7 separate regions of the Mus musculus genome follow, and all the other regions are linked to region 1. Evidence: chromatin contacts called from public promoter capture Hi-C data. All regions are on one chromosome and are shown on one strand. The core of a region is the stretch at or near the end of the contact, and the rest is flanking DNA. Distances in the headings are between cores, read along the strand shown.

The links. Promoter capture Hi-C pulls out the DNA fragments that hold promoters and counts their contacts. Capture Hi-C pulls out chosen DNA fragments and counts their contacts.
Region 2: a contact with region 1 is called in a promoter capture Hi-C map of liver, with 9 times the contacts expected there. The contact joins the promoter of Slc25a29 here to the promoter of Vrk1 in region 1. A contact is called at or near these places in 1 of 39 promoter capture datasets (liver) and 2 of 9 other capture datasets (adipose tissue and liver).
Region 3: a promoter capture Hi-C map of liver shows a contact between it and region 1, with 6 times the contacts expected there. The contact joins the promoter of Yy1 here to the promoter of Vrk1 in region 1. A contact is called at or near these places in 3 of 39 promoter capture datasets (the C10 cell line and liver), 1 of 484 Hi-C or Micro-C datasets (CD8 T cells) and 2 of 115 datasets of contacts at active chromatin or transcription factors (extraembryonic endoderm stem cells and thymic regulatory T cells).
Region 4: a promoter capture Hi-C map of adipose tissue shows a contact between it and region 1. The contact joins the promoter of Ddx24 here to the promoter of Vrk1 in region 1. A contact is called at or near these places in 3 of 39 promoter capture datasets (liver, neutrophils and pre-B cells), 1 of 484 Hi-C or Micro-C datasets (B cells) and 2 of 9 other capture datasets (adipose tissue and liver).
Region 5: a promoter capture Hi-C map of the HPC-7 cell line shows a contact between it and region 1. The contact joins the promoter of Ifi27l2a here to the promoter of Vrk1 in region 1. A contact is called at or near these places in 4 of 39 promoter capture datasets (the HPC-7 cell line, liver, neutrophils and 1 more).
Region 6: a promoter capture Hi-C map of pre-B cells shows a contact between it and region 1, with 4 times the contacts expected there. The contact joins the promoter of Evl here to the promoter of Vrk1 in region 1. A contact is called at or near these places in 3 of 39 promoter capture datasets (embryonic stem cells, hippocampal neurons and pre-B cells).
Region 7: a contact with region 1 is called in a promoter capture Hi-C map of embryonic stem cells, with 5 times the contacts expected there. The contact joins the promoter of Eml1 here to the promoter of Vrk1 in region 1. A contact is called at or near these places in 1 of 39 promoter capture datasets (embryonic stem cells) and 1 of 115 datasets of contacts at active chromatin or transcription factors (astrocytes).

What each region holds. Positions count from the first base shown.
Region 1 is chr12:106,008,072-106,012,108 of GRCm38.p6, reverse strand. Vrk1 (vaccinia related kinase 1) reads right to left here and starts at 1,846. Exons shown (of 14, transcript NM_001029843.2): 1 at 1,751-1,846.
Region 2 is chr12:108,833,932-108,837,968 of GRCm38.p6, reverse strand. It overlaps Slc25a29 (solute carrier family 25 (mitochondrial carrier, palmitoylcarnitine transporter), member 29), which reads left to right and starts at 2,093. Exons shown (of 4, transcript NM_181328.3): 1 at 2,093-2,317. The coding sequence starts at 2,284. Mir345 (microRNA 345) reads right to left here and starts at 996; the gene lies at 901-996.
Region 3 is chr12:108,791,315-108,795,351 of GRCm38.p6, reverse strand. Yy1 (YY1 transcription factor) reads right to left here and starts at 2,055. Exons shown (of 5, transcript NM_009537.4): 1 at 1,261-2,055. The coding sequence starts at 1,939.
Region 4 is chr12:103,424,015-103,428,051 of GRCm38.p6, reverse strand. It overlaps Ddx24 (DEAD box helicase 24), which reads left to right and starts at 2,205. Exons shown (of 9, transcript NM_020494.4): 1 at 2,205-2,273; 2 at 3,455-4,037. The coding sequence starts at 3,460.
Region 5 is chr12:103,442,031-103,446,067 of GRCm38.p6, reverse strand. Ifi27l2a (interferon, alpha-inducible protein 27 like 2A) reads left to right here and starts at 2,388. Exons shown (of 4, transcript NM_029803.3): 1 at 2,388-2,441; 2 at 2,557-2,586; 3 at 3,075-3,236; 4 at 3,685-3,902. The coding sequence starts at 2,435. The coding sequence ends at 3,758.
Region 6 is chr12:108,552,904-108,556,940 of GRCm38.p6, reverse strand. Evl (Ena-vasodilator stimulated phosphoprotein) reads right to left here and starts at 2,221. Exons shown (of 13, transcript NM_007965.3): 1 at 1,728-2,221. The coding sequence starts at 1,732. Gm16596 (predicted gene, 16596) reads left to right here and starts at 1,323. Exons shown (of 3, transcript NR_045753.1): 1 at 1,323-1,562.
Region 7 is chr12:108,420,426-108,424,462 of GRCm38.p6, reverse strand. Eml1 (echinoderm microtubule associated protein like 1) reads right to left here and starts at 1,647. Exons shown (of 22, transcript NM_001043335.1): 1 at 1,202-1,647. The coding sequence starts at 1,268.

The sequences.
Region 1 (4,037 bases), core at 597-3,096:
GTGGCACACGCCTTTAATCCCAGCACTCGGAGGCAGAGGCAGGCGGATTTCTGAGTTCGAGGTCAGCCTGGTCTACAAAGTGAGTTCCAGGACAGCCAGAGCTATACAGAGAAACCCTGTCTGGGGGGGGGGAAATTATATCTTTGTCTTAGACATCTGGGGCATTCACTCATTATTATTTTACGTTAGTTCTCAAAATTAAGAGGAAAAAGCTGGCCTATTTCCTGTAAGAAATTTAATTTTAGGGTCTGTCAACACTTTAAATGCACTGCTGTTATTTTTAAATATATGCATGCATACTTGAATAAGACTCAGCCTAAGCTTTCCATATAACCATTCCCTGGGCACTCAAACTTATTATTAGATGCCAGGCTCCCTGCTTAAACACATCAACTCCACCATCTCATTTGTTTAACAAATAAACACTCATCATCTCTGCTACGCCAGGCATAAGCAGCAGCCATTACAGTTATCAAAGTGATATCTGTACTGGATACTAGTGCTGTACGGAATCCCTAACGCCTAACACACTTGTTATCCACCTCAATCCATGCTCCTGTTAGCTCGGTCTCCATCAGCAAGGCAGCGCTGCAGTGTCTGCCATCTGTGGTAGCACAACGGGGAAAGCCATTTTTAGTGATGTCCACTTACATTCCTTTTTCCAGGTAGATGAACATTATCTTAATTGCCCAGATGCTTAATTCCAGTCAGAACTGTAAATTAAATTTCCCCAAACAGTATAATCGACATGTCACAAAAAAAGTGACATGCCTTTCCCCTGAACTCTTAAGCCGGGGTGGGGGTGGCGCAAGTCTAGTCCCAGCACTCAGTAGGCAGAGGCAGGAGGATCTCTTGTTGAGTTCAAGGCCAGCCTGGTCTACAGAGCAAGTTCCAGAACAGCCAAGGCTACACAGAAAAAAAAAAAAAAAAGAAAGAAAGAAAGAGAAAAGGAAGGAAGGAGGAAGGAAGGAAGGAAGCAAGCAAGCAAGCTGTCTTGAAAATCCAAAATAATAATGATGATAAAATGCTGATCTACATCTTTTTTCACTGTTTTGAATTCCAGACTCAATAGATGGTCAATTCTAGTTTCGTTTTGTTTTTTTGTTTCTTTTTTTAAAAAAGGAAAGCAACGAAGCTCTTCAACGACCCGCTAAGTTTAACCACCACCTTCCCAAAGGCAAAATCGCGTTTCCAAATTGCTCCAAAAGCGATGAGGGACGGAAAGGAAGAACACACGCAGACGTAAAGAATGGTTAACGTCAACGACAAAAGAATAAACGGGTAACCCGACCAGGACTGGCGTGTGTCCCCATCTCTCAAGGACTCTGGCGCAGTTCTACATCTAAGGCGACCTAGCCTGGAAACGGTCGGAAACAAACTTTGGCGCTGGGCTGCAGACCTGTTTGCTGCCTCTGAAGACACTGCACCGGGAGCCCGGTCACCGGCGGTGGAGACCTGAGGAGCAAGCTTGGAAGGAAACGAGAAGCTGCCGGCCGCGGCTGTGCCCCGAGGCCTCACCTCACCAGTGCTAAGGAAGTGGCAGGCTCGGCCGGTCCAGGTCCCCGTCCCCGTCCCCGTCCCCGCCACCCTGGTCCCGGCTAGGCTTCGGGCGGCCTTCTAGAACCGGGCTTCCGGCAGCTCCGCGATCGGGCAGAGAAGCGAGGATTCCCGGGCAGGCCGGACCCAGCCGCGGCGCCGCCCTGAAGCAACACCGGACCTATAGTCCCGCCACCACCCCACGGCTCCCTACCCAGAGCGGCCAACTCGCGGTCCACAGCGTAGTACGAACTTCCCGCCGCTTCCCTAGACTCGCGACCTACCCACGGCGCCGTCCCCTCCACACCCCGTAGTACAGAGCCTTCCCGTTGGCTGCGAACGGCGGGGGAGGCGGGGAAAGAGGAAGACCGCGCTTCCCTGTCACCTCTCCGGACATGCCGGGAATTGTGGTCCTTACGCTTGCTCCATGCTGGGAATTGTAGTCTTTGAACCTCCAAGAGGCGAGATGGGGGCGTGTTCCTCTGAGCACAAGGGCTTCTGGGAAGTGTGGTTTGCAGCCCGCTTGCTGTTTTACATGTTACTGTGGCTCTCAAAGCCTTAAGAACCGAAATAAATATAACCAGTACTCACTGTTGCTTGATTTATTAAACGGTTAGACAAAGAGACTCATTTCAAATATCCGAAGCGCGTCTCGGTGTTTACTTAACCCACCGCAGTATTTGAGCTACTTTTGTCAAACATCAGTTTTCTTTGTTTCACCATCTCCTTCCTAGAGGTTGGAAGAATGAGCTTCAAGCTGCACTTTGGATCTGCAGCTTCTGAAGCCCTAGAAAAGGCCTTGGGTTCGGTGCTGTTCTTGTTATTGCTATTGTTTTACCAATTTGATTTTTTTTTTTTAATTTTTGGTTTACTAACAACAGCTGAGTTAAAAATGTGAGCCAACACTCCTAGCCTGTGTTGTTTCTTTTCTTTCTTTTTTTTTTTTTTTTTTGGAGGGGGGGCAGTTTCGAGACAGGGTTTCTCTGTGTAGCCCTGGCTGTTCTGGAACTCACTTTGTAGACCAGACTAGCCTTGAACTCAGAAATGCGCCTGCCTCTGCCTCCAAAGTTCAGGGATTAAAGGCGTGCGCCACCACACTCGGCTTGCCTGTGTTGTTTCTTAAGGTGGATCTTAAAACACTGTATGAGCTTTAGTCCCTACGAAATCTGAGTTGTTGCCCAGTGTGCAGTTCAGCATTGATCTTCATATCTTGAATTCACCGTCCCAGGTACCCACACCTGCTCCAATTTCTTTCCTATTTTGCCGTCTGCCCCATAGAGCAGATCCACAAAACAGCTGTACTGCATGCCCACTGCTCCCAGACTTCTGCTGAGTTTGATCCATGATGGAGCCTGAGAATGGAAGAAAAAAAGGAAAGTCACCTAACGACGATCACACACACATACACGAACAGCTAAGTCCCTTAGCTAAGGGTCACTTCAGCTGGGCTTTCCACAAGTCTGCAATGAGAACATGCCATGATGATTGTGTTGTTAGGACTAGAGCTAGTAACACACTGGCTGCCCCCGAGTCACAGGTTACTGTTTCATCCTGTGTGGCTCAGACCCCACACCTCTCTAAACAGCCTCCTGGAACATAAACCCTCCTCAACAAATCCTCTCACGGCATCTGCTTTCTGTACACACGCCGATGGAAACGCAGGCACAAGGTGAGCTCTCGATGACTATTTGTCAGCAGAGAAGCCTCAAGATTCACACATCTCGTGAGTGTGAAGTCCCACACACAGCAAGACTCTGTGGTCAGAATGCTTTGAGTGAAAGCCATTCTGCACCCACAAACAAGTACACACATTACTTGTTACATTGTGACCACATTCCCCCAGTGCGGAAGAAAGGTCCCCGCTCCCACACTGGCTCGACAATTGGCTGACCTTCAAGCACAGTTAAGTCAGCAACACAGCCTGGTCTGTTCCAAGGTGGGAATAGAATGTATTCCAGAACCCACGGCTCCGGCATTATCAGTTGGATGGCTCTCAGTCAAGTGCTACTCTGCTGAGGCTATGTTCCAAGGCTGTTGCCAACACCACCGACACCACCCACACGTGCGGAGAAGCCCTAGCAGCGCAGAGAGTGGCAGGAGAGCAGTCCAAGCTGCCGTCATGGTGACAGCATGTCTGAAATATCACCGGTTACGATGCAACTCCTGGGACATAGGAGACCTTCGGCGCCGTCTAGGAGTTGATAGGTTGTGCTGGGACAGGAATAGACAGGTCAGTTGATCAGTCCTGCTGAACTTTTGAAATTAGGAACTGAGCTCTGGGTGGAAAGGCTTTCTGTATAATACACCTCTCTGGCCAGGCTTGGTGGCCCTTGCCTTTAATCCCAGCATTGTTGAGACAGAGACAGATAGATCTCTGGTCTACGTAGTGAGTTCTAGGACAGCCAGAGCCACATAGAGCCTGTCTCAAAAAAAATTAAAACAAAACAAAAAACTAACCTCTATAGTCCTAACAAATATTTTTGAATATTTACTGTGAACCA
Region 2 (4,037 bases), core at 844-3,343, 2.8 Mb before region 1:
AAGTGCCTGCCCCACCCCACCCCCAAACCCCAACAGAGCTGACCAGCAGGCCCAGGGGCCACACTCAGCCACACAGGGCAGATCCTGACCCACCCAGGGTGACATGCAACCTTAGCTTAGCCTTCCATTCCCTCACGCATTTTGTCCCCAAACCTAGTAAGTCCAGACACAATACCGGCCCGCCACAACTGGCCCACCCAAGCTCTGCCCACAGGGTCCCACAGGGTCCCACAGGGTCCCACAGGATCTCTACAGGGTCGGTCTCTAGTCCCTCCAATGGTTCTGCAGCTCAACTATGGAGTGAGTACCCATGTGTGTGTATGAGGCTCCTGAACCCTTCCGTAGAGGGGGTCAGAGCTCCACACAGCTAATGCCAGGAATGACATCCGCATGAAGGCAGGCTCTCCCACGCTCCTACCTGTCTTCCTCTCTCTGGCTTTTTGACGCACGTTCCCTTCAACACAGAACAAGGGCTGAAGAGATGAGGCTCAGGAAGTTCTCCTCTTGCCTTCCCAGCATGCATGAGACCCCGAGTTCCACCTCCAGGGAAAGAAAAGGTAACCAGGTGTCATCATTCAGGAGGCAGGCCATGAAGGTGTCAAGTTCAAGACCAACCTGGGCTACATATCAAGAGCCTGTCTCGAAGCCACAGGCAGAAAGAGCCGTCTTGTCTCATCGGATGCCCTCCCGTTTCTTAGAACCAGAAACCAGGGTGGAGGCGTGAAGACCCGAGCTTTACCACCGGACCCCAGGGTATTCTTATGGCTGTGTCCCTGCAGGAGGATTGCTGGGGTTAATGGCAAAGGCCTCAGGAGGGATCCTACAATCACCCCAGTTCCAGTGTGTACTTCCTTCTTCCTCTTACCACCTGCCTTTAGAAGGCATCCAGATGACTCAAAGCCTGTGGAGATCAAACCCAGGTCTCCAGACCCCTAGTTCAGGGCCCAGTAGCCACCACAAGCACTGGACTAGGGGTCAGCAGGCCTGGACTTGGGTGTCGGCTTCACGAAGGGTCCATTCAATTCCAAGGATAAACACCACCTCTCAAACAACACTGGGGTCCCTGGTCTCAGAGCTGCCCCTCCATCAGATCTGCCATCCCACAACTCCGCGCCCAGTTTAGGGAGGGGAGAGGCAAGAGCAGAGTTCGAGTAACCACAGGAGTCTGTTACTCCACTCTCAGCTTAAAAGAAAGTCACGACCAGCAGAGGCCCGGTAAGTGATGGCTGTATCCATCACTTGGACTTGCTTCCAGACTCCTTGCTGTTGTAGATATTACCAGCAACTGGGGGGGTGGGGGGCGGCGCGTCGGGTTCTTAGCCCACCTCAACTTTAATGCTCTCCAAGCCTGGAATATCTGCTTGCTCCTTGTCCTGCACCTAGCTCACCCTGTCCCAAGGCCCAGAGCTGCAGTCAGATGCCCGCGCCCCTGATCTGGCCTGCTGGCGGCTCCCAGGAACACGTCGGGCTTGGCGGCACCCTTCCATCCTCAGGCCCCATCCACAGGCCCCTTCTGTTTGAAAACGTTTCTACGTCCTTCAAACTCAAGTCCCTGTCTCTGCCTGGGTGCACTGGGTCCTCAGTACTCCTGCGCGTTCGCTTAAGAAGATCCGGGGCCTCAGAGGCCCCTCCAAGTGGGCGGTCGTTCTCGAACTTTCCCAGCAAGCTGAGTCCAAGACCAAAGTAGGCCTTGGGAGAGTCGCGGCGTTCCACGTGTGCACTCGCCACTGTGTCCTCTTGACACAGGCAAGGACGATGAGGTTGAGCAGGAGAGTCGCATCCAAATACCGTGAGGGGTCCGAGGATTGAAGCAGATCGAGCGCCGCCCTTCGGACCGTGCGGTTGGGAGGTTCTGGGCTCCAGTGTGCAGTGTGCCCACCGCACTGCCCCTTCCTTGCGCCGTGCGGGCGGGCCCGAGAAGCACAGTCTTTGTCTACTGAGCCGGGAGGCACCCCCGCCCGCCGCGCCCGAGGCCACACCTTCCAGGCGCGCCCAGCCAATGAGACTTGGCGGCGGCACCCGGAGCACGGGGTGTGTCCGTGCCTCGCTTACCGATTGGTTGCGCTCTGCCCCCGCGGGGGCTGAGGCCGACGGGGCGGTGCGAGCGGTGCGAGGTGAGGCCCGGCAAGCTGGACGCCAGGGGAGTGCTTTTCTAGGAGTCGCCATCCAGTCGCCTCCCCGACCCGGCTGCGCGCCCGGAGGCCAGATAGCAGGAGTCGCGACGGCCAACCGCGGGCCGGGCCCGAGGAGTAGTAAGACACAGCCGGCTCGCCGGGCCGGGCCATGGCGCTCGACTTCCTGGCTGGATGCGCCGGAGGTAAGGAGATGACCGGCATGCCAGGCGGGCGTTCTGGCTGGTACGCGGCGACAGGTGTCTTCTTGACCCTTCCGTGCGCACTGAGTGCAAGGTCTGGGGATCCTGGCAGCACCGCGGCTTGGCCGGAGGCAGGGACAGAACAGAAGGATGCGGGCGCGCAGCCTACTGATCCCTTCCCGCAGCTGTCTGAGCGAGGCTGGTGACACCGCGCGACCTCCTAGAAGGCTGGCCCGACCCCAGGCGCCCAGCACTTCCCATGCATTGCTTTAAGCTGCTGGAGGGCTCAGGAGAGGAGGAGGCGGTCCACCGGGTGGTCAAATAAATGGTCATGTCAACCTGACTGAAGAGCGCTCGAAGCTGAGAGCAGGCTAGGTCTGCCCATGACACTACCGTGCGGACCTGTTGAACGTTTAGTGCCTTTCCTTTTGCCTAGAGGATTAGTTTATTTACTAAGTATTAAATAGAGCCTGGTTTAGCCGCTGGGATTCCAGGTGAATCGACTGAGGTGGTAGTGGTCTGGCTGGTTATATGTTCAGCTCTGAGGCCCAGACCTGGCTCCTCATCCACCTGTCCTGCTGTCTTCATCCTTCATAGCCCTACCCGGAAAGGTCTCTCCTGGAACAGTGATAGGCTGGAGTTGGCCTTAGGTGCTTAATCCGTGCTTGCTTCTTCCTGGATGGAGAACATTGCTGTCTGGCAGAATGCCTTCCCTGAGCAGTGACGTACCCTCTAGGTGCTTGAGAACCACCAGACTGTCACCAAGTCTTTCTTCTGTAAGCTGTGGGAAGGCCACAGAGATTTCCACAAGCAGGTGGAGAATTAGAGACCCAGAAAGAGCCCCATGCTAGCCCCAGCTGTAACAGGGCAGGTGAGGGCATCTTCAATGGCCAGGACTCCTGCCGTGGCCAAGACCCCCTTGTACTGCAGTTTCCCCAGGGCCAGAGTTACCTCCATTTGTAGCCTGGGATATACAGTTGATCTGGGGAGCATATATTCACCCTGAGGCCAGGCTTGCATAGAGACTTTGAGCACCCCCACTGTCCCACAAGCCCATGGGCACTTGCTCAAGTAGGCCCTCCCTGCCTGGGATACCCATCTGTCTTCAACCAGCCTGTCTCAGGGTGGTCATGTGCCCTGTCTCCAGCCTGGTCTGCATTCTCACCCAGGGTGTGTAGAGAGTGCCCAACTACGTGAAGTCAAGCACTGACTTCATGCACGTCTGAGGTTTCAGCTGAATAGAGGTGGAGGTCACCAACAGAGTAAGATTCATCATCTAGTAAGGAAAGAAATGGGGCGTGGAGTGGGAAACACACACTTAGCCTCTCTGATTTGGTAGGGCAGCTGCGGGGCAGACAACAGTCTGCTTGTGCCCCAGGCTTGCCTTCCAGGTTCCCAGCTCTGCTCAGTGCATGCTGTCAGACAAGCTTCAAGACACGTGGGGATTGGGCCTTCTAATGTATCCGCTTGGTTCCTTCTGGCTTTGGTCCTTTCTCTCTGAAGGACAGGATGATGGTGCGGCCTCTTTCTAGAGGAAGAACATACCATGGGTGTGCCTGCATGGCCCAGGACACATCCTATCCTGCTTTTAAACTCTCTGAAAGAATGGCAAGCACCCTGACTTGACTGGTTTCTGGTAGAAAGCTGTCTGGTAGAAGGATGGGAATACCTGTGGTCTCTCCCTGTTGTGAGGGAACGGGTCTCAAATGTGGAGGCCACAATA
Region 3 (4,037 bases), core at 806-3,305, 2.8 Mb before region 1:
AGCGCCCTGAGCACTTCCTATTAGATTTCTATAGGACGCTCTTCTCCTTCCTGAACCACAGACCCATCAAGCTTACGTCACTTGGATACTACCATAGATTAGCTTTTCATCTATTTCACTCGTTTCCCAAAATTTTAACATTTTAATAAACTACACATCAAGGCTCAAGTTATGCTTTCAAATTCATCAAATTTAATCACTAGGGCTACATGAACTAGGTATGGTGAGATTATTCTGTCTAGTAGTAGTTTCTTAACAATAAAGCTGACTAGCTTGTTAACACAGTACTAGGATAAAGTGAACAGTCAACAACAGCCTTTCCAGGGCTCTACCTTGAGTTTACTCATGCGGGGAAGGAACTCTTCGGTGCCCTACACAGGCTTCCTGACTTTCGCTAAAAGGCGTATTAAATCAGTAAAACAAATTATCCACTTTTTTTATTCTTTTCGTGGGGGAAAACAAGACCAGAGATACTGATAACTAAGCGATTTTTATTAGTTTGTTGGCAAATATCCTAAGCTGTGTAAACCAGCCCAGTCTGTCTGCATAGGGCCCACGACTTAAAAAACAAAATTCACAACGCGTAAAGGCCGCTGAAATGCTGTGGCTCTTCCTTCCCCTAACTCCCGTTCTAGGTCGATCAGGCGAGGAGCGCGTTGGCAGCGCGGGTGACAGGTTCCAACGGCCGCCGAACCCGCACACGAGCGCCCTACGTGCCACCCAAGTCCCGCCCCGCAGCGGCGACGGCCTGGGCCAGCGTGACCGCGGGGCAGCTGCGGCGGGGCTATGCGCCGCCCGCTCCGGGAAGGGCTTCGGGGAGACGCTTCGCGTCCGAGGGGGCCGAGCTGAGCGGAGCCGAGCGGGGCGGGGCCCCGACAGCCCCCGGGGGACGGCGGGGGAGCGGCGCGCGTCCGCCCTGCGCCACGGCCCTGTCAACGCCCGGCGGGTGGTCCGGCGCGGGGCGGCGCCCTCAACCGGCCCCGCCGCACGTCCGTTGGCTCGGGCGTGGAGGGGCGCTGGCCCCTCCCTCCCCGCCCGCCGCCCCAGCCCGCTTCCGCTCGCACAAACTACGCCATTGCGGCCTAGCCGGGCGCCGCCCCTCCCCCGCGCCGCCATCTTCGCGGCCCGCCGCCCCCGCCATCTTTTGGGGCCGCCATACTTGCCCGGGCGGAGAAGATGGCGGCGCCCATCACACACATAAAACATGGCTTCCCTTCAAAACAAAAACATCCCGAGCGGCGGCGCGCCGCCTGCACTCACCCGAGGACCACATGGTGACCGAGAACTCGCCCTCCAGGGTCTTGATCTGCACCTGCTTCTGCTCCCACTTCTTATTCCCCGGGTCGGCGCCGCCGCCGCCCGCCGCGCCGGCCCCGCCGCCCAGGTAACTCTTCTTGCCGCTCTTCTTGCCGCCGCCCTTCTTCACGCGACCGCCGCCCGACGAGGCCCCGCCGCCGCTCTTGCCGGCCGCCGCCACGGTGACCAGCGTCTGCTCTATGTAGTCGTCGTCGCCGCCGGCCGGCGCGGGCACCGGGATGAGGATCTGGTCCTCGAAGCCGTCCTCGGCGCGCAGCCCGTCCGAGTCGTCCCCGCCGACCACCTCCTCGCGCGTCTGCACCAGGATCACCTCCTGGTGGTGGTGCACTTGGGTCGGGTCGTCCGTCACCAGCGGCTGCAGCGCGATCATGGGCGGGTGGTGGTGGTGGTGGTGGTGGTGGTGATGGTGGTGGCCGGCGTGCCCGTGGCCGCCCCCGCCGCCGCCGTGGTCGCCGCCGCCGCCGTCCTCGTCGTCGTCGTCCTCCTCCTCCTCCTCGCCCACCACCGTGGTCTCGATGGTCTCCACCGGGATGGTCTCCACCTCGATCTCATGCAGCTCCACGATCTCGGCCGGCATCTCCGAGCCGTCCGTGGCGATGTAGAGGGTGTCGCCCGAGGCCATGGCTGAGGGCTCCGCCGCCACGGCCGCCGCGGCAGGCGGCCTCGGCTCCTGGGCTGCGGGAGGGAGGGCGGGCGGGCGAGGAGGCGGCCGGCCGTGGGGAAGGAAGGCAGAGGGAGGAAGGCAGCGGGCGGGCGGGGGGAGAGGGGGCGGGCGGCGGGGGAAGGGGCGGGCGCGGCGGCCGCGGGGCTTCCCCGCCTCCCGAGATCGGTGCGCCCCGCGCTGGCTCGCTCGCTCGCTCGGCCGCTGCCTGTCCTGCTTCCCCGCCTGCCTTCGCCTCGCCTCGGCTGCCTGCCCTGGCTGTGGCCGCGCCTCCTCCCGCCCTCCGGGCCGGCGTTACGCTGCCCCCTGCCTCCTGCGCCTCCGCCTCCTTCCACACAAATACCAACTCCTCAACCCCGAGCCCAGATCTCGCCGCCGCCGCCGCCGCCACACTCTGCTCCGGCTCGGCCTCGCGAGACTTCCGCGGGGCTCTCGGCCCCGCCCCGTCCCCGATTCCCCACTCGCTGTTCCGGCTCTCGCTCCTCCCTCGCTACCAATCGCAGGGCCCCTCGAGGCGCCGGGGCCCCGCCTACTCCCAACCAGGGTCCTCCCGATTGGGGGGGCCCCCGCTGGGGTAGGGGGCGTGGCGGCCCGCACGCGCGCTGGCTGGCCCCCCCGGCGCGTGACGTCAGCTCCGCGCCGCCGTCGCCTTACGGCGCTCGGCGTCGCGCGAACCCCGGCGTCCGCGGTGCAACAGTGACAAAAGTGCCGCTCCGGGGCCCCAGTCGCTGACAGGAGTGGGGCGTCGGCGCTGCGCCTTACGCCTCGGGAGCCGGCGAACTTTCCGCGCGACCCAGGCGCACGGTAACGAGCTGGGGTGAAGGGGGGCGCGCGCCTGGGGCTGGCGTGCTGCCGGCGGGGCGTGCGACCGGCGGCCGCGTGGCCGCAATAAAGTCTGCTCTGACGAGAAACGCCTGTGCTTGATTTTTGGTTTCCCGTTCGTTTTGCCTTTACTCGTTACTCGGGGTCTCGTGCGGTAGCGGCACGGACGGCGTAGCCGACCGTGTGCTGCCACGGGCTCTTTGGTCGCGTGCCGGTGGGCGGCGCGCGAAGGCGACCGCGGCAAGCGGAAGCGGCGCGCGCAGCCTAGGGTTCACCGTTGGAAGTGTGTCCGTTATTCTTTTATGACCCGCGGAAACCGGAGACCCAGCCGTTGGGTGCCTGTTGGAACGAAGGGTCTGGCTGCTCCTGTCGAGCGACTCCACTATTGTAGCTTTCTGAAAACTCCCTTCTATCTTTGAATAACTTGACACAGGCTTCGCCTATTCCTCGCTCATAAACATTCCTTTTGCCGAAAAGGACTATTTAAAAATATTCCTTTTAAATAGTCTTTGCATTTAGCTCTTTGAAAATTCCATGTCTTTTGTGATTTCCCTATTATAAGTAACAGCTTAGGTTTTCCTTGTTCAAATCATCAAATTGCTTAAGATACATTGTAGTGAAGTGTTTCTTCTGTGCTTCCTTTCGATAGACCAGGTGTGGTTTAAAGCAACATAAAGTTAGATTGCCTTTTTTTTTTCCAAGAACCGAAAATTTGAGCCAAGTGTATCTTATTTGTTTCTTAGATTTAACGGTCAGCTTCATCTGTTGAATATTCTGGATTACTTTTATCTACCGGAGTTGTTAGTGTTGAGGCAGGAGAGTATTCTAAATGCATTACATGCATCTTAGGCCAAACTTAAACAGTTGGGCATCTTATAATTTTAAACATACTTAGCAAGGTGTCCTTGTGCAGGTTTTTAATCTTTGGAGAGGGAGGTAAGTCAGGAGTTTAAAGCCAGCCTTGGCTACGTGTATAGTTTTCTGAAATACCTCGTTTCTAGGTTAACTACATAGCCCCCTCTATCCCAAAACTTTCTTCTGCTCCTGATTCCTAGGTTTGAAGATACACATTTGTGCTACAACATCTTACCTTGAATCCCTTAATCTCGGCATGAAGACAAATGATTATTGACATGCATTTTAAAGGGCATTTCTTGCCGGGCAGTGGTAGCACACGCGTTTAATCCCAGCACTTGGGAGATAGAGGCAGGTGGATTTCTGAGTTCCAGGACAGCCT
Region 4 (4,037 bases), core at 956-3,455, 2.6 Mb after region 1:
AGACCTGTTGATGACTGGTTTTCTCTTTGCCTGCTTGCCTTGTGGGTCTAAGCAACTGCTAGATCCTTGGATTTCCATTCATAGCTGCTGCTGACCATTGTTAGGGAGTTGGACTATGTAAGTCACTAACAAATTTCCTTACTATATAGAGACTACCCATAAGTTCTGTGATGCTAGAGAACCCTAACTAACACAGTATCATTTTTCTACCTGACCTTATTAGACTAACATCATGGTCTATGGTTGTATCCACATATTCTAGCAGAGGATTTCATTCTTTTTGTGACCAAATAGTATTCTACACTGCTTGAGTGCCACAATTTCTGTATCCACTCATTGGCTGATGGATCTGTCCATTGCTTGGTTTTTTTGAAGTGTTTGATTCAGGTGTCTCCTTGACAGACTTCACTTGCTTCACATACCTTCTGAGCAGATGGTCATTCTAGTTCTTCATTCTTCAGGAATTTCCATGATGGCTGTACTTAGTTATAGCCCACAACAATGAGCCAGGCTTTGTTCCCTGTAACATTCTCACTGCAGTGAGGCCATGTCTACCTGTGGCTCTAGTTTGCATTATCCAATTGACTAGTGGCTCCCTGAGCATTTTTTTCTTGTACCTTTTAAGAAATGCTTATTTTGGTTTATTGCCCATTTTGTAAGCATATCCTTTTACAATTGAGTTTCTGAATTCTGTATTTCCTGCTTTATTAACCACATTCAGATGTGTAGTTTGTAGGATTTCCTTTACTCTTTTTTAAAAAAGATTTATTTTATTTCATGTATATGAGTACACTTAGCTGTACAATTGTTTGTGAGCTTTCATGTGGTTGTTAGGAATTGAATTTTTTTTAGGACTCCTGCTTGCTCTGGTCAACTCCCCTTGCTTTGCTTGCTCCCTCCCAAAGGTTTATTATTATAAATAAGTACACTGTGGCTGTCTTCAGACATGCCAGAAGCAGGCGTCAGATCTCATTACCAGTGTTTGTGGGCCACCATGTGGCTGCTTGAATTTGAACTCAGGACCTTAGGATGAGCAGTCAGTGCGCTACCTGCTGAGCCATCTCACCAGCCCCTCCTTTATTCTTTTTAACAAGATATCTCTTTTACGTTTTTAGGTGTATGTCTGTGCACCACGTGTTTGCAGCACCCACTGAGGCCAGAAGGGGGCATCAGATCCTCTGGTCAGGAATTATGGATGGTTGTGAGTTGCTATATGGGTGCTGGGAACTGAACACAGATCCCTCGGAAGAGCAGTCTGTGCTTGTAACCACTGAGCCAACTCTCCAGCCCGCCTTTTTTCCCCTCTCTATTCAGGGTGGTGTGCGGAAGCATTTTTGTTTTCATAAAAATTTCATGCATCTCTTTTTGCTCTTGTCTATCCTTTTGGCGTCTTGGTGAAAGTCCCTTGCCAATGACAACACTCTGTTATCTAATTCAGTGTTAGGTGTGTATCTCATAATGCTGACACGGAAAAAAAAAAACTGATCTAAGTTAAGATATAAAAGAATACATTTTCAGGTCTTCGGAGATGGCTCAGTGGGAAGCGTGCTTCCATATGCATGGAAGACTAGTTTATTTATTTTTTTAATTTATATGAGTACATTGCAGCTGTCTTCAGACACACTAGAAGAATACATTGGATCCTATTATAGATGGTTGTGAGCCACCATGTGGTTGCTGGGAATTGAACTCAGGACCTCTGGAAGAGCAGTCAGTGCTCTTAACCTCTGAGCCATCTATACAGCCTCTAAGACTAGTTTAAATCTCCAGCACAAACATCAAAAAACAATCAAACTAAACAGGCAAATGTATCGTGACCAGCTCTGTGCAGTAGGAAAGGCACTACGAACTGGAGAACATGGCTCTTTCAACCCAGGGTTAGGTGGTTTATAAATTAGGTAAGGAAATGTTTTAAGGCTCCAGGTAGTCAGTTACTCATGCATGTGGGACAGCTACTGCACACAAACCAGACAGCGATTACCCGGGCGCTTGCGCTCCCTAGCGTCCAGGAAGGAGCTCCGAAACATTGCCTAAACCATAAACAGGAAGCGTAACCTAGGCCACACAGGGCCCGCCCCCCAGCTCAGTCCTCCGAGTTCCAGCCAAAGTCCTGAGAGAGTGCCAATCAGATAGACGCTTCCGCACAGAGGCGGAACTTCCTTCCTTAGCGCGCACGCGTGCCCGGAGCTCCGCCCCGGAACTGCAGTACTGAAGCTGCTGCAGTTCCGGGTCGGGTTGGCGCAAACGGCCCGGCGTGTGAGGTGACTGCGGCGGTGAGTGCTCTTTGTGGGTTCGGAGCGGAGCAGGCCCTGGCCGGCTGCGGAGGGGCTCCCCGGTGTCTTCGAAGCATCGTGGCTCACCGGTGTCCCCACAACCTTGGTTGCCGGTGGCTCATGCTTTGCTGTGGGCATCAAGGCCCGGCAACCTCCCTTGAAGCCCTCGTGGGACTCTGGCAGAAGGCACAGGTCACTCCCCCGCGCCCTATTTCTAGTGACGTTCCCTTCACCTTGTCAAGGTGGGGCCGAGGTGCGGCGGGGGTCGGGGGGTCGCCGTGCGTCCCATGCCATCCTCACAGACGCCATGTTAAGCGGTTTTTGACGTGCGTCACTATTTCGTATTCAGATGAGGACCCAGTGCGATAAATATCTCATTATCCTCAATTTGTAGATAAGGAGACTGAGGCACAGAGATGTGCAGCAAACACCGAGCAGGATCCAGATTTGAATCGAGTTTTGCCTTACTCTCTCCACAATGTCCCTTTTCATTTAGAGAGGACCCATGTAGCGCCACTTCCACACAGATGAGTCGTGCATACTCAGACTTTAAAGACAGGGTCTTGTGTAGCCAAGGCTGGCTTTGAGCTCCTGATCTTCCATCTCCATTCCTGAGGGCAGGATACCGGCTATGTACGGTTTTACGCAGTGCTAGGGGGGGTGGAACCTAGGACTTGACGTGTTTCAACCTATCTGGCCAAGGCCAAGATGATGGAAATGGCACTTGTCTTGTTCTACCAGGGAAAAAAGCACGCCGTATCTCAGATTCTTACTCCGTGTTCAAAATGGCTTATCAAGCCTCTTTTGATACTTATTTTGTGTACAGTGTAAAATTAGTTATTATTAGATATTATCACACCCTTCTCATTTAGAAAGATTGTAACACTAAATTCTGAGAGGAGGTGGGTGGGTGGGGGTTGCATACAAAGTAAGTGTTGGAGCTAGGATCCTAACCAGAGATAGCTCATGTGTCCTTTACTGCCTGTGTCCCCTCTGCTCCAAGCCAAACTACCTATTCTGTGGGTGTGTTTCATTTTCTGGATTTGAGCATCTCCTCTATGTAAGTTAAGCCATCTCTGTGTCCTTGGCTGTTTGCAGGGTCTAGTACGTTTTAGGAAAGCGTGTGTTGCCCTAGAGCCTGTACCCCACAGTCACTAACCCAGAAGAACATTTCTTTTCAGCAACCATGAAGGTGAAGGAGACAAACTCAAAGCCAAAGTTGGCAAGCCGTGGCACGTTCCAGAGGAAGGGCATCAAGATTGTGGGGAAATGGAAGCAAGTGACGATCGACCCGAATCTGTTTGCAGATGGACAGATGGATGACCTGGTGTGCTTTGAAGAGCTGACAGATTACCGTTTAGTCAAGAATCCCTCCCGTTTGTTCTCAAGTGAGGAGACAAAGAAGAGAAAGGCCCAGGCTGTTTCAGAAGAGGAAGAAGAGGAGGAAGGACAGTCCAGCTCCCCAAAGAAAAAGATCAAGTTGAAGAAGCAGAGAGATGCGGCACGAGCTGCCGAAGGCGCTGCTGCCCAGAATGAGTATGAAGTCAAAGCGTCCGAGCCAGAGGCTCAGGGAGAAGTCACTGCTTGTTCTGATCAAAAGGTCGGAGGAGCCAAATCAGAAAGCCTGGCCCAGGCTGCTCCAAGAAAGAAGAAAAACAAAGGGAAAAAAAAATTGGATACTTTTCAGAGCACTTCCCCCAAATTGCCCAAAAAATCGAAGAAGACATGGATGGCTGAGGTGCACGACCAGAAGGCAGATGTGTC
Region 5 (4,037 bases), core at 1,139-3,638, 2.6 Mb after region 1:
CATTCCCTAGAGGACTACATCACCAGAAACTACTACTTGTGTGCCACTGTAGTGTCAGCAATTCAGCCTGGTTAACTTACAAAAGTCAATATTAAAATTCACACCCTTAAAGGAGAGGCTGGGACAGTAAGGTAGAAGATGTCCACAGAGCAGAATTCAAGGTGGTAAACAGGGGCCCTCTGGAAGGGAACATGTAAGGAGTTCAAATGGGAATCAGTGGGGGAGGGGAGATTTGGGGAGATGAGACATTTTAGGAGAGAAGAGAAGTCATGGAAGTTTCTAGATCTTGGCCAGTGTTTGATTAAGTAGCTAAATTTCATCTGAAGTTGATGAAGCTTGTGTTAAAAGTGTGACAACTTCTCTAAATTATGCTTCAGTGAACTTGATGCCCTGGGACAGTCCACATTGGTCTAAGTAGCCAGTTCAATAAAGGTTACTGCTTGCAATGCAGTGTCCCCTGGGCAGTCAGGGCCTTGGTGGTGGAAGTAAGTGCTTCTGGGAGTGTAAGCAGTTCCCTCTGTAGGGCAGCACTGAAACACTCAGGAGATAGTTCCGTCCCAGGAAAGATGCTGCATCTTTGAATGAATCCTGCCTGAGTGTGATTTCCTCACCAGAATGCCCATAATTGTGAGAATTACAAATGCTGCACATTCAGGGCTTAACTCTCTGGGATGTCTTTAGCCCTTATAATAGCTATTCAATGTGCCTGTCAACCTAAAATCTTGGTGTCGAACCTAGCTCATTGAATCTGGGAGTAATGTGGGGGATAATAGAGCAGCCTTGAGTGAGTGTTTCTACAGAAATGAGTCAGGTTCTAGGGCAAATCCTCTAGAATATACAAATACCTGGCCGCCACCAAACAAAAGGGGAAATACCTTCAGTTAGCATCCAGGATATGGATGGCAGAGGCTCAGCCCTCCCACTTAATGTTCTCACTGATACACAAACACGTAAAAATATAATATATGTGTATATGTATATGTATACATATATATGCATATGTATGTATGTATACATCTATGCATATGTATATATATGCATATGTGTGTATATGTGTGTGTGTGTGTGTGTGTGTGTGTGACCCCGACTTAGAGTGTTTCTCCCTGGAAGGTAAGGCCCATGGACGTTCCCCCAAGCTTGTTTTCCCTGATCTCTAAAAATACAGCCAGAAAGAAGCTCTTTGTTCTCTATAGCCAGCCAAAAGCCTTTTTGTTTCTGTGCCTTACAGCCAGAGATGCAATAATTGTAGGAAGATCTACAAGGACATGGAGATAGACACCTGAGAGGAGGCTGCAGCTCACTGCCTTCCCCCCCCCCCCCCACCAGAAAGGAGCTGTAGCCAACTCTCCTCCCAGCTCTCCTCCCAACTCTCCTCCTCCCAATTCCTTCCTGATAGACACCTGAGAGGAGGCTGCAGCTCACTGCCTCCCCCCCCTTCCCCCCCCCCCCCCCCCCCCGCCAGAAAGGAGCTGTAGCCAACTCTCCTCCCAACTCTCCTCCTCCCAATTCCTTCCTGATAGACACCTGAGAGGAGGCTGCAGCTCACGCCCCCACCCCCCCTCGCCAGAAAGGAGCTGTAGCCAACTCTCCTCCCAACTCTCCTCCCAACTCCTTCCAACTCCTCCCATTTCCTCAGCTAGCTGTTAAAAGCCCCCTCCTGTCAGTGCTCAGGGTCGAACTCCCCTGCGCTGCATGGCAGAGGGACTTCATCCTCAGCTAGCTGATAAAACCTCTTGCAGTTTGCATCAGGTGTGGGTCACTGGGGTGCTGTCCAGCTCATCCCGGGGACTCGAGTGCAGGCCCAGCTTCAGGGGTCTTACATATACATATATATTTGGATTTTTATGTATGAATATACCTTGATTTATGACTGTCTTCATTCTGCTATAAGAAAAACCTTATCAAAATTTTTACTGTGTGGGTACATGACCTTTTGGGTAACCTAAGCTAGTCAGCCAGCCATAGCTCCAAAATGATCTCTCAACCTCTGTCAGGTGAAATGGTGATTTTTGGGCCCACATTATTCTTCCTGAGTTTGTTTATTCTGTAGGTGTTTCTTATTTTTTTTTAGTTTCCATTTCATAGCAAACACAGGTTTTGTCTTTGTAGTCTTCTTGCTCATCCTAGTACTCTCTCTCTCTCTCTCTCTCTCTCTGTGTGTGTGTGTGTGTGTGTGTGTGTGTGTGTGTGTGAAGGAGAGAGAGAGAGAGAGAGAAAGAGAGACAGAGTTCAGGAAAGATGTAAGCAGGTGGGTGGAGGACTGGTTTCAAACCCTCCCCCAGATTGTTTTCAAACTTCCCCTTTAGCTTTCAAACCTCTCAAAGGGGCGGACCCTGTCCCTATTGGTTCCCAGTACAAGCCTCTTCTTCTCTCCCCAGATATAAGCCACTCCCTAAGTTCTTCCTATGCTCTGCTGCTACCAGGAGGACTCAACATGTTGGGTGAGTAGCCCCCCTGCCCCGAGTGAGCTGGGAACGGGGATGCCTGAGCAAAGCCACCAAGAAATCCCTGCCATCAACAAACTCTAACCTTCTCTATCCATCCATCTCTCTATAGGAACACTGTTTGGCTCTGCCATAGGAGGAGGTTTGTCTCTGCTCCTGAGGGTGAGGTGGTGGGGTACCATTTGTGCTTTAGATGGGTACCATTCCTGCTGCCTGCTACTGCTGGATTCTGGAGCTGCCTGGGTGCAGAGCAGGGCCCTGGGCTGTGCTAAATCTACTCTAGGAATGAGCTTAAGATTTCTGCCCAGCTGCCCCTCCAGGCCTCATATATGATGAGCAGCAAGTAGATGAATGTGGAGAAGACAGGGAGCGGCAGCTGCTGAACACTGCAGGGTTGTATTTAACCCTCACAACCCCAGGCCCAGTGAAGGATGATTCTTCTCAAGCCTGGGAACACCACGGCTCTGTCACATCCTCCACTGACCCCTTTGCCTCCACCTTGCTCCCCTTCTTCTTTACTTTGGGATCCCCTTCCATGCTCCTCAGAATAGAAAGTCCCCAGAAACAGTCAGGGAATTGTTGGGTGGGTCATTTCCCTGAGCCTACCTCACCCAGCTCCTCTCCCTACAGCTCTGGCTGTGGCAGGGGCACCTGTGGCCCTGGCTGCCATGGGCTTCACTGGGACAGGCATTGCAGCTGCCTCCATAGCAGCCAAGATGATGTCTGCTGCAGCAATTGCCAATGGAGGTGGAGTTGCAGCAGGAAGCCTGGTAGCCACACTCCAATCAGCAGGTAAGTGTCAGGCCAGGCAAGATGACCAGAGTCCAAGACAAGGATGGTGACACCTTTCCTCTCCCTCCAGCCCCACCTTCTTAAGTGACCTGTGTCTTCTAGTTCTGTCCCTACTTTTTGATTTATTCTGAGTTAGGTGGGGGTGTGTGGGCTTTGGGTGAAAGGTGCTGAATGGCTAAAGTAGGGAGGAGTCTGAGGCATGCTACTTGTGCTCTGAATCTTCCCTGAGTGTTTTTTTCTACAATGAGTACCCCTCTGTCCTGCTATAGAGAGAGCATCTCTGTGGATAGCTCTCTGTCCTATATTCCACTTGGCCCGCATCTGTCTTCTCCTTCTGGTTCATTTTAAATAGCTCTGGCTGAAGCAAAGCCCTAAGGTTCCCATAGAAATTGGGTGGGCATCTCTGAGCATCAGGTCACTGCCTGTCACTGCACTGTCTCCTTCCCAGGGGTCCTTGGACTCTCCACATCAACAAATGCCATCCTAGGGGCTGCTGGGGCAGCTGTTGGAGCCTTGCTCTGAGCTTAGGAGATGACACTTCTATCAGCTCAACTCAAAGCCTGTACAGACTACGCAGGAGATGAAGTTCCAAAAGGCACCTTCAGAACCCTCACTGATGTCAAAGAATGATGAAAACAACAAAGTATATGGGCTGGTGTTCCTAACTTTGCTGTGGTGGCTCTTTGATTGGGGTTCTGGGCTGGGAGTTTTTCAAGGTTTGAGACTTTCCCAGTCAGCCTCAGCCTGGAGATCAGAGGGAGGTAACAGGTTGGCCAGCACACAGTCAGTAGGCAGAGGGCT
Region 6 (4,037 bases), core at 972-3,471, 2.5 Mb before region 1:
CAGGACCACAGATCGTTAGTGGCCAGCTGTGGGTTCACCCGAGAGACCCTGCCTCAGTGAAGAAATTGAAGAGCAACTCCCAATGCCACCCCCAGGCTTGGGTGTCCCCACACACACACAATGTATGCACACATGCATGCATACACATAAAAGATACAAAAAACAAACAGACAAAAGCTTCGGAATTCAACCAGTGGATGCATACAAGACCCTTGGTCTGATATACCCAACACTGCAATAGGCAGAAAGACAAACACTAAAAGATGTTCTCCAGACAGACAGAAATGACCCCACATGGAAGACTGGAAGGTGACAAAGGTGGCATTGCAGTTGATGGAAACGGTGATCTTGGTAAACAGCGAGGAATAAATCATGCTAGGAGAAAGTAAAACATGAATTCTGTTTCCACATTACACAGAAACCAACTCCAGGTAGACAGCATCATTTCATATGAAAAGCAAAATACTAGCATTTCTTCAAAATGTTAACAAGCTATCTTCTTCACTTAAAAATAGGAAACTCTACTAATTAAGAAGAAGCTAAACTGGACAATACTTAAACAGACACTTTATTTAAAAAACAAAAAACAAAAAAACCACCAAACACACACAAATGGACAATCAGTCGCTTTAGTCAACCAGAAACTGCAAATTAAAACCCTGATGGAATGTCACTTCACACTCACCATAATGGCTAAAATTTCACACAGACAATACCAAGAGGTGTCAGGAATTTTTAAACAAGGGCTAGTAAATGCTTGCTGGTATAAAGTGATAACATGATTTTGGGGATTTAGTTCTATCAACTACGACAAAAGATGTACATGTTTTTTATGTAAAAAAAACCAAACAAACAAAAAAACGAAACAAAACAAACAGACAAACAAAAAACCCAACTTACTTGTGGGTAGGGAAACTATCTACTCAATAGATATGAATGCTTTAGGAAGTACACCCACCGGCATATTCATTGCAACGTTAATGGGGAAAAGCTACACACAACTCAAAAGTCTACTAACAGTAGAATGGATACAGTGTGTACTATCTATACTATGCAGGACAGTAAGTAGATAATAGAAACACTATGGACGAACTTCAGAAATATCTTTGATGAAAGTAGGCAGACACAAAAATTACAACAGTGCATTATTTGATTTAAACAGTTCACAGAACAGGTGAACCGAATCTACAATTGGACGCTACGGTGTTTAAGAAAGATGTGCCTAGAAGATAAAATTGCACAGAAAAAAAGAAAAAGAAAGAGAGAAAGAAAACCCGGCATACGCTGCCCCGCGCCCCACCCCACCCCAGAAAGCAGGCTAAGGTTAGTCTGGAAAGGAAGGCTGGGTGCAGCAAATGAAGAGGGCACGCGGGTTTCTGGGTGTTGACAAGGTTCTAGCTGAGTGGCACATCAAAAGCCGTACCTTTTGGGGTTGCACACTCTGAGGGTTGGCAAGAGAAAGGGGACAGGTCAGAAGAGAAAGGTGAAGAGGAGAGCGCCCTAATGGAGAAGAGCTCCGTGCGGATGGCAAAGTGTGGACCGCCGGCGCGGCGCGCGCAGCGGTAAGGCACCGCAAGGCGGGCGCGGCCTCCCGCGGACCCCGCGGCCTGAGCGTCTTCTGGTGCTTGGGCCGCCGGCTGGGGGCTCTGGGGCCGCTTCGATGCCCGGGCACCCCACCCTCCACGCCGGGCGCTCCAGGCCTCGCTGCGCTCGAGGCCCCGACTCACCTCATCGTGGCTGCCGGGCGGGCACGGGGCCGGGGATGAAAGCGCGGCGCGACGGGACGCTAGCGGGGCAGCCGACCCCGGGCGCGGCGGCTCCGCGTCTGGCTGGGCTGCAGGCGGCGGCGGGGGCTCATCTTCTCCGGCGGGCGTCCGGGCCGCTAGCTGCGAGGCAGCGCGGCCGCGGCGGCGGCGGCGGTGGCGACTGACAGCTGGGCCCCGGCCCCTGCCATCTTGGCGGGCGCGCGTGCCCGGGCCGGCGCGTGCGCGTCCCGACCGCCCGCCGACGGGCCGGGGGAGGGGGCGAGCGGCGGGGTCTCGCGGGCGGGAGCGAGCGCGCGCGTCCGCCTGAGACTCGGGGCGGCGGCCGGAGGATGGGGTCCGGGGTGCGGGGTGCACGCGGGGCGGAGGACCCCTCCGCCCGCCGAGGAGACTGCGCGCGCCGACGCCCCTCGGTCGGCGGCCGCGGAGGGAATGAGCGCGCGCCGCAGCGAAGCTCCACACAAAAGGCGCGGGGCTCCGTGGTCCGCGCCTCTAAGAGGGCGGGGCGTGAGGGGCGGGGCAGGGGTGTGGCCCAGGTTCAGAGGGGCGGGGCGAAGCTTTGTGGAAAGGGTGGCTGGGCAACCGGGCCTGGGGGCAAGACGGGGGGCGTGGCCTAAGGTCCCAAAGGAGATACTGTAGCTTAGAGGAATGGGGTTAACTTAGTGAATTCCAGGGTCTTGTCTGCGAGAGAAAGACCGGGGCGACCTTAACGGGAAAGCTTAGGGATCTTAGGTCTAGGAGAGGCCTGGAGGATGGGGTTAGTAGGGAGAGACAAAGCGGAGCTCCGCGGAAAGGGCTGGAGGGTGGTGGGCCTGGGGCCGGGGTTTGGGGCGTTGACCTGGAGCTAGGCGAGCAGAGTCGGGCAGAGACCCCACAGAATCCCTGGTGGTGGAGGAGTTGTATAGAAAAGGGCAGGTGGAGAGGCTTAGGGCAAAGGGTGTGATTTGTGAGGCAAGGCTGAGCGGGGAGAGTGCCAGGAGGCACGTGGAGCCCTACTGAACCGGCTTTCCAGTGCATTCAGAACAGAGCATTATGGGCTGAAAGTTGCAATTTTTAAACGGATCCCTTGCTCTGCAGTACTGTTAGCAATGCCTGAGGTTATAGTTCTCCTAACCTCATGTGTTCCCTTCTTCCTGGGAACCAGATTGGTCTCTTTGTTACAGAAGAGCCTTGTCACATCCTAAGAGTTATGAAAATACTCAGGCCTCAGGTCACCTGAAGGTATTCCAGGTGTCCCCAGGAGAGTCCGGGTTGGTGCACACTTTTATTCCAGCCAGACATTGTGCTTTTCCACCAATCTCCAGGTGTCTGTCCCTGGGGTCTAACAAGTTGTTGCCATTCTGTAACTTGGAGGGAAGAATTAGTTGGTGGGTTTGCTGTAAAGATAGTGTCCTTCCTCTGCACCCCACACTAGAATCACTGACACTTTTGAGGAGAACCCATTTTCCAAAGCCAAGAACCGGTGGCCTCCAAAAAGAAATCTTTTTGAGGCCACATGTTTCAAAAACTGTTTAACTTTTTGTAACATTTTATATCAGAAGAGTGGGAAACACCAAGTTCTTCTACATCCAAGGAATAAAGCCTTCTTTCTGCTTTGCTCAAGAGAGGTTGGCTTCAAATGGCTAGCTGTTAGGGAAAGGGGAAGGGCGGGTGGGGGTAGGGAGAAATGTGAGCAAGTCCCTTTCAGTCTGTTTCCTACTGACCTTGGTGCCTCAACAGATCCTCAGCAGCCTGTAAGGTGAGCTTCGGGATTCCCACCTACTGGATAAACATGTTTGGCATTAAATGTAGGGCTGGTTTAGACAAAGATCAGCAGCCTCCACAGGGAAGCAGGATACAGCAGAGGATGGGAGTGGTCCCTGTCTGTCTTGGCCCGGCCCTTCTGGCAGCTCACGGAGCCCTCTGATGAAAGAAACAGATTGCAGAGACATCCTTGGGACCAGAGCTGCTGGTTTTAGGAATTCACTGAGTGTGGTGGGGACGATGACGTTCCCTCTCTCACAATGCCTGTCCCCTTATCTATGGAAGTACTTGGCAGCGGTTGGCAGGAATGACTGACAAAGGGTGCTGTGTTCCATTCTGGCAAGAAATAAAAATTACCTTTGATCCATTTTGCTCTCACAACTTGAGGTTAGCCTGGGGTTCCTGTATTGACTCACAGATTGAGCTCTTCAGCTTCAGGTGACTCTCCTTAAGATAACGGTGCACAGCTTGAAGAGAGACAGTTTCTACACCACAGCCTTGCAGCCGCCCTTGGGAAGACACCGAGACAGG
Region 7 (4,037 bases), core at 398-2,897, 2.4 Mb before region 1:
ACTATTCAAAGTGCTAATTGAAGAATCTAGACAACCTACCCGGGAGCAAAAAGATTCCCATGAGTCTACACTGTAAAGTATCCCAGTGATCGGCGGAATACCAAATACAGTCTATCTGCCCCACATGAAAATCATAAGCTGAAAAACCCAAGTACGTGTATACATATAGTCATTAAAAGAAAAAGTCAAATTCCACCAAAGAAAAATAGTATATTGAGTGAATCAACACATTTGTTCCTCTTAATGCTCTCGTTTGCAAACAGGTGGTACTAAACAAGAAATGTTTCCCTAGATGACAATTACAACTGCAATGTAATTTTTCTCCAGTTGTTCAAGGGTCTGGGATTGAAATTTATCCTGACTGCACTCGAGAAAATTCTGTAAAATCCACATTTCACCCTTTAACAAACTTCTGATAAAGCAATAACTCCCAACATGCAAAAAAAAAAAAGTGTGGTAAACTTTTGTGCATGAATTATCGCACATCATGTTCTGATAAAATATGCAGAGCGCGGTGAAAAATCTTTCCCAACCCTGCTACAGAGACTATAAAATCTTTACAGCATGTATGATTCTATATATTTTTAAGATGCCATATTGGTAGCGCGGTGGTCTCCTCCCTGTAAAACCTGCCACACACATAGTCACATATAGGGAAAAACAAATCTATGATGCCGTAAACAAAATAAATAAGGTCTAACACTTTTAAGCCAGGTCCACCCAGGCTCTGGAGCACATTAAACCGTGATGATTCCATCCAAGTGACCCCAAAAGGATTCTGGAGGTCCATCTGCAGCCAGCCCTGCGTGCATCCTGCAAAGGTTTTGTTCCAGCAGTGATTTGTTTGCTGAGTTCTGCATCCAGCACCGTCCAAACAGATGTGAGTTTGGAAGCGAAAGAGCAACACGTCCCCGGAACGCCGAGGTTGCCCGGGCCTCCCGGCTCCGGGGCTCCCGGGCTCTCGCGCGCGCTTTCCGCCGCTGCATCCGCTGGGGCTCTGGGAACCACAGATCCGCCCTCGCCCGGAGCCTGGGGTGGGCATGGGGGATCCCGGGAGCCCGCAGCCGGGGAGAAGCGCGGCCCCGCGGCCCCAGCACAATGCGCCGGCGGGAACCAGAGCGACTTGGCGCGGCCTCGCCCGCGGCCCGGCCTGGCCCTCGCCACTCGGTCCCCGTGCCCCTGTCCTCCCGCCCACGCTCACCGTTGCAGAACTGCAGCAGCGAGGACGTGTCGTACAGGCTGCTATAGCTGGAGAAGCCGTCCTCCATGCTGAGGCCGGGCCGCGCCCGCTCCGGCCGCGCTCACCCACACACTGCGCCCTGCCGAGCCGCCGCGGCGCTGGCGCTGGGGCCGGCCCTGCTGTGGCTGCCGCCGGTCACCATGGCAACCCGGGCCCGCCGCCGCCGCTGCCGCCGCCGCCGCCGAAAACGAGCACCCGGCACCCGCGCTGCCCGCGAGGGGGCGGCCTCGGTGGCATGGTCCGGAGGAGACGTGGCGGGCGGGGCGCAGAGCTGGGCGAGCCTGGGTCCCCGCCCTGGTCCCCTCCCTGGTCCTTGCTCCTATGATCTACAGGCAGAATGCTACGGGGTGGGGGTGGGGGTAGAGGGATAAAGGGAGAGAAAGCAAGGGACGCTTACAGCCCGTTCCCGGACCCCAGGGACCCTCTTGCCCACCCTTTCTCCCCCTCGAGCTGTCCCCCCCCCCCGGGACCCCGGACAACTGCTGCTCTAAACTTGGACCACGGTGGCGCTTGCTATCAGCATAGCGCCTCCCACCGGGCCACTTCCAGCAAGGCGTATCCCCTGGTCTGCGTGTTCTCCAGCTCAGGGCTTGTAACTCCACAAGAACCCATGTCCCTACCCCAAGAGGGGACCAAGGATGCAGAAAGAGATTATCTCATTCCCCTTCCTCTGTGACCAACTCGTATGACGCTGTCACTTTAGACTAAATTGTTACAGACCCATAGATCTAGGTTCACCATCAGGCAGAGAATGTCAGCTTAGGAATATTGTAAAAAGCAAACCCAAGAGTCAGTAGCACACCCAGCCTATATATACAAGCGCCAGCTAGGTTAACGATCTGAGCCTTACTCCCCATGGCTAGAAATAAAGATAATGCCAAGTGACAATCGAGAAAGCTAGAGAGAAAGGAATGCTTGAGCCGAAGGTGGGTTCTGTCCACTAGAGGTAAAATTCTGAAGTTTTCGGTATTAACTTCCAGACCTTGAATACAATAGTCACATAATAATAATGGACTAGAAAGTTATCAAGAAAACTTTCAGACCTCTCCGGGGCTCTGGGGTCTCTCACACTTCATTAGAGGACAAGGCTAGGGATGGGATCTGTCACTCTGGTCCTCAAAGATGTAGGCAGAAGAGATGTCATGCCTGGTCTCTGTCCTAGCTAAGGAGACCACACTTAGAAAACAAGGCTTTTGGTGGAAAATATGTTGTGGGTGGAGACGGAAGGGCTCCAGATGCTGCTAATTCAACTGTTACCAGGTGGGTGAAGGAGAGCTATGCTGGCAATGGTGCAAGAAAGAGGAGCGAGCCTGCTATCAGGCTCGGAGCTCTGACCTGACCTGAATGAGGGGCTCATGTTGCAGACATGTGGGGAAAGAGATTGGGCTGAGGGAAAGGGTCTAGACAAGAAGCCTGGAGGGAGGAGAACAAGACAGACTCTGGAGATGGAAGGACAAAAGAAAGACTCAGGCATCGGTGGATGGGTGGGTTAGAGGGCTGAGGTTGGGTGTGACCTGGACAGCCAGAGTCAGCACTTGTTATCAAACAACCCAGTGTGTTGTCAGTGCTCTAGAGACAAGACACCAAGAGCCCAGCTGATCAGAAGGAGGAAGGATGGAGGATGGGCTGTGGGGAGATCACTGTAAGACAGGCCCAGAAGGATGAGGAAGGTCAAGTCAGGGCAGCAAATCTTCCATTAGGACTCTGGCAGTTGTAGTGACAAGAACTGGGAGACCCTGGCAAAGGGATCATAGTGAACCATGGTTGAAAGAAGAAAGTAAAAAGTTGGCGAGGTGTTGGTATCGGAGCGATGGCAAGGCAGAGAATTTGGAAAGAGCAGCCAGGAAGCCAGCAGCTCCGAAGAGGAAATGGCCTCAGGAAGCCGCCAGCACAGAACTTCCAGGAGGTTGGCACTGTCATACCTTCTCTGTAGAGCAGCATCTCTACAGAGGACCAGGCTAGAGAAAACCCCACGTGCATGATGGTGGCAGAGGCCTCCAGGGGACCTGCAGCATTGTGGAGAGACAATGTAGTTGGGAAGTGGATTCCTGGATGCTGCAGGTAAAGACTGGGGGCATTCATGGTCCGTGGGCAGGAAAGAAAAATGAGACCAAGGAGGGTTGGCAAGCAGGTGCAGTCAAGAGTCCTCGCTGTCCCCTACCTGGCACCTGTGGCTCCTCTGCATCTGTAAGGGAGCTAGTTTCCGAAGGGACAGATTTAATGCCAGTGTGCACTCACTCTGAGCCCTCTTCATTTCCCCTGCTCCCCTCCTAACCTTTATGCTCTCTCCTCGATACTTTGCAGAAATACTTGAGGACATGCTGGATAGCTGGAATAAAGAGCTGAGCTGTGGGCCCGGAAAGTGAAGTAAGAACCTGCTGCCCAAGCGTGAGGCCCCGAGTGGAATGCCCAGGGCCAGAGCAAACTAGGTGTGGTAGCTCCCACTGGCAGTCCTGGCATCCCCATAGTAAGATGGGGCACAGACACGGGAAAGTGTGAGTTATGGGCCAGCTAGCCCGGCATGTTCAGTGCTAAACAACGAAAAGAAGCTGTGGCTCAGCCTTTAATCCTAGCACTCAGGAGGCAGAGGCCATTGAGTCTCTGAGTTCAAGGCCAGGCTAGTACTCTACAGAACAAGTTCTAGGATGGCCAGGGCTACACAGAGAACCCTGTCTCAACAAAACAAAATAAACAAAACAACAGCAACAATAAAAGATAGGAAGGAAGGAGGGAGGGAGGGAAGGAAGGAAGGAAGGAAGGAAGGAAGGAAGGAAGGAAGGAAAAAGAAAGAAAAAAT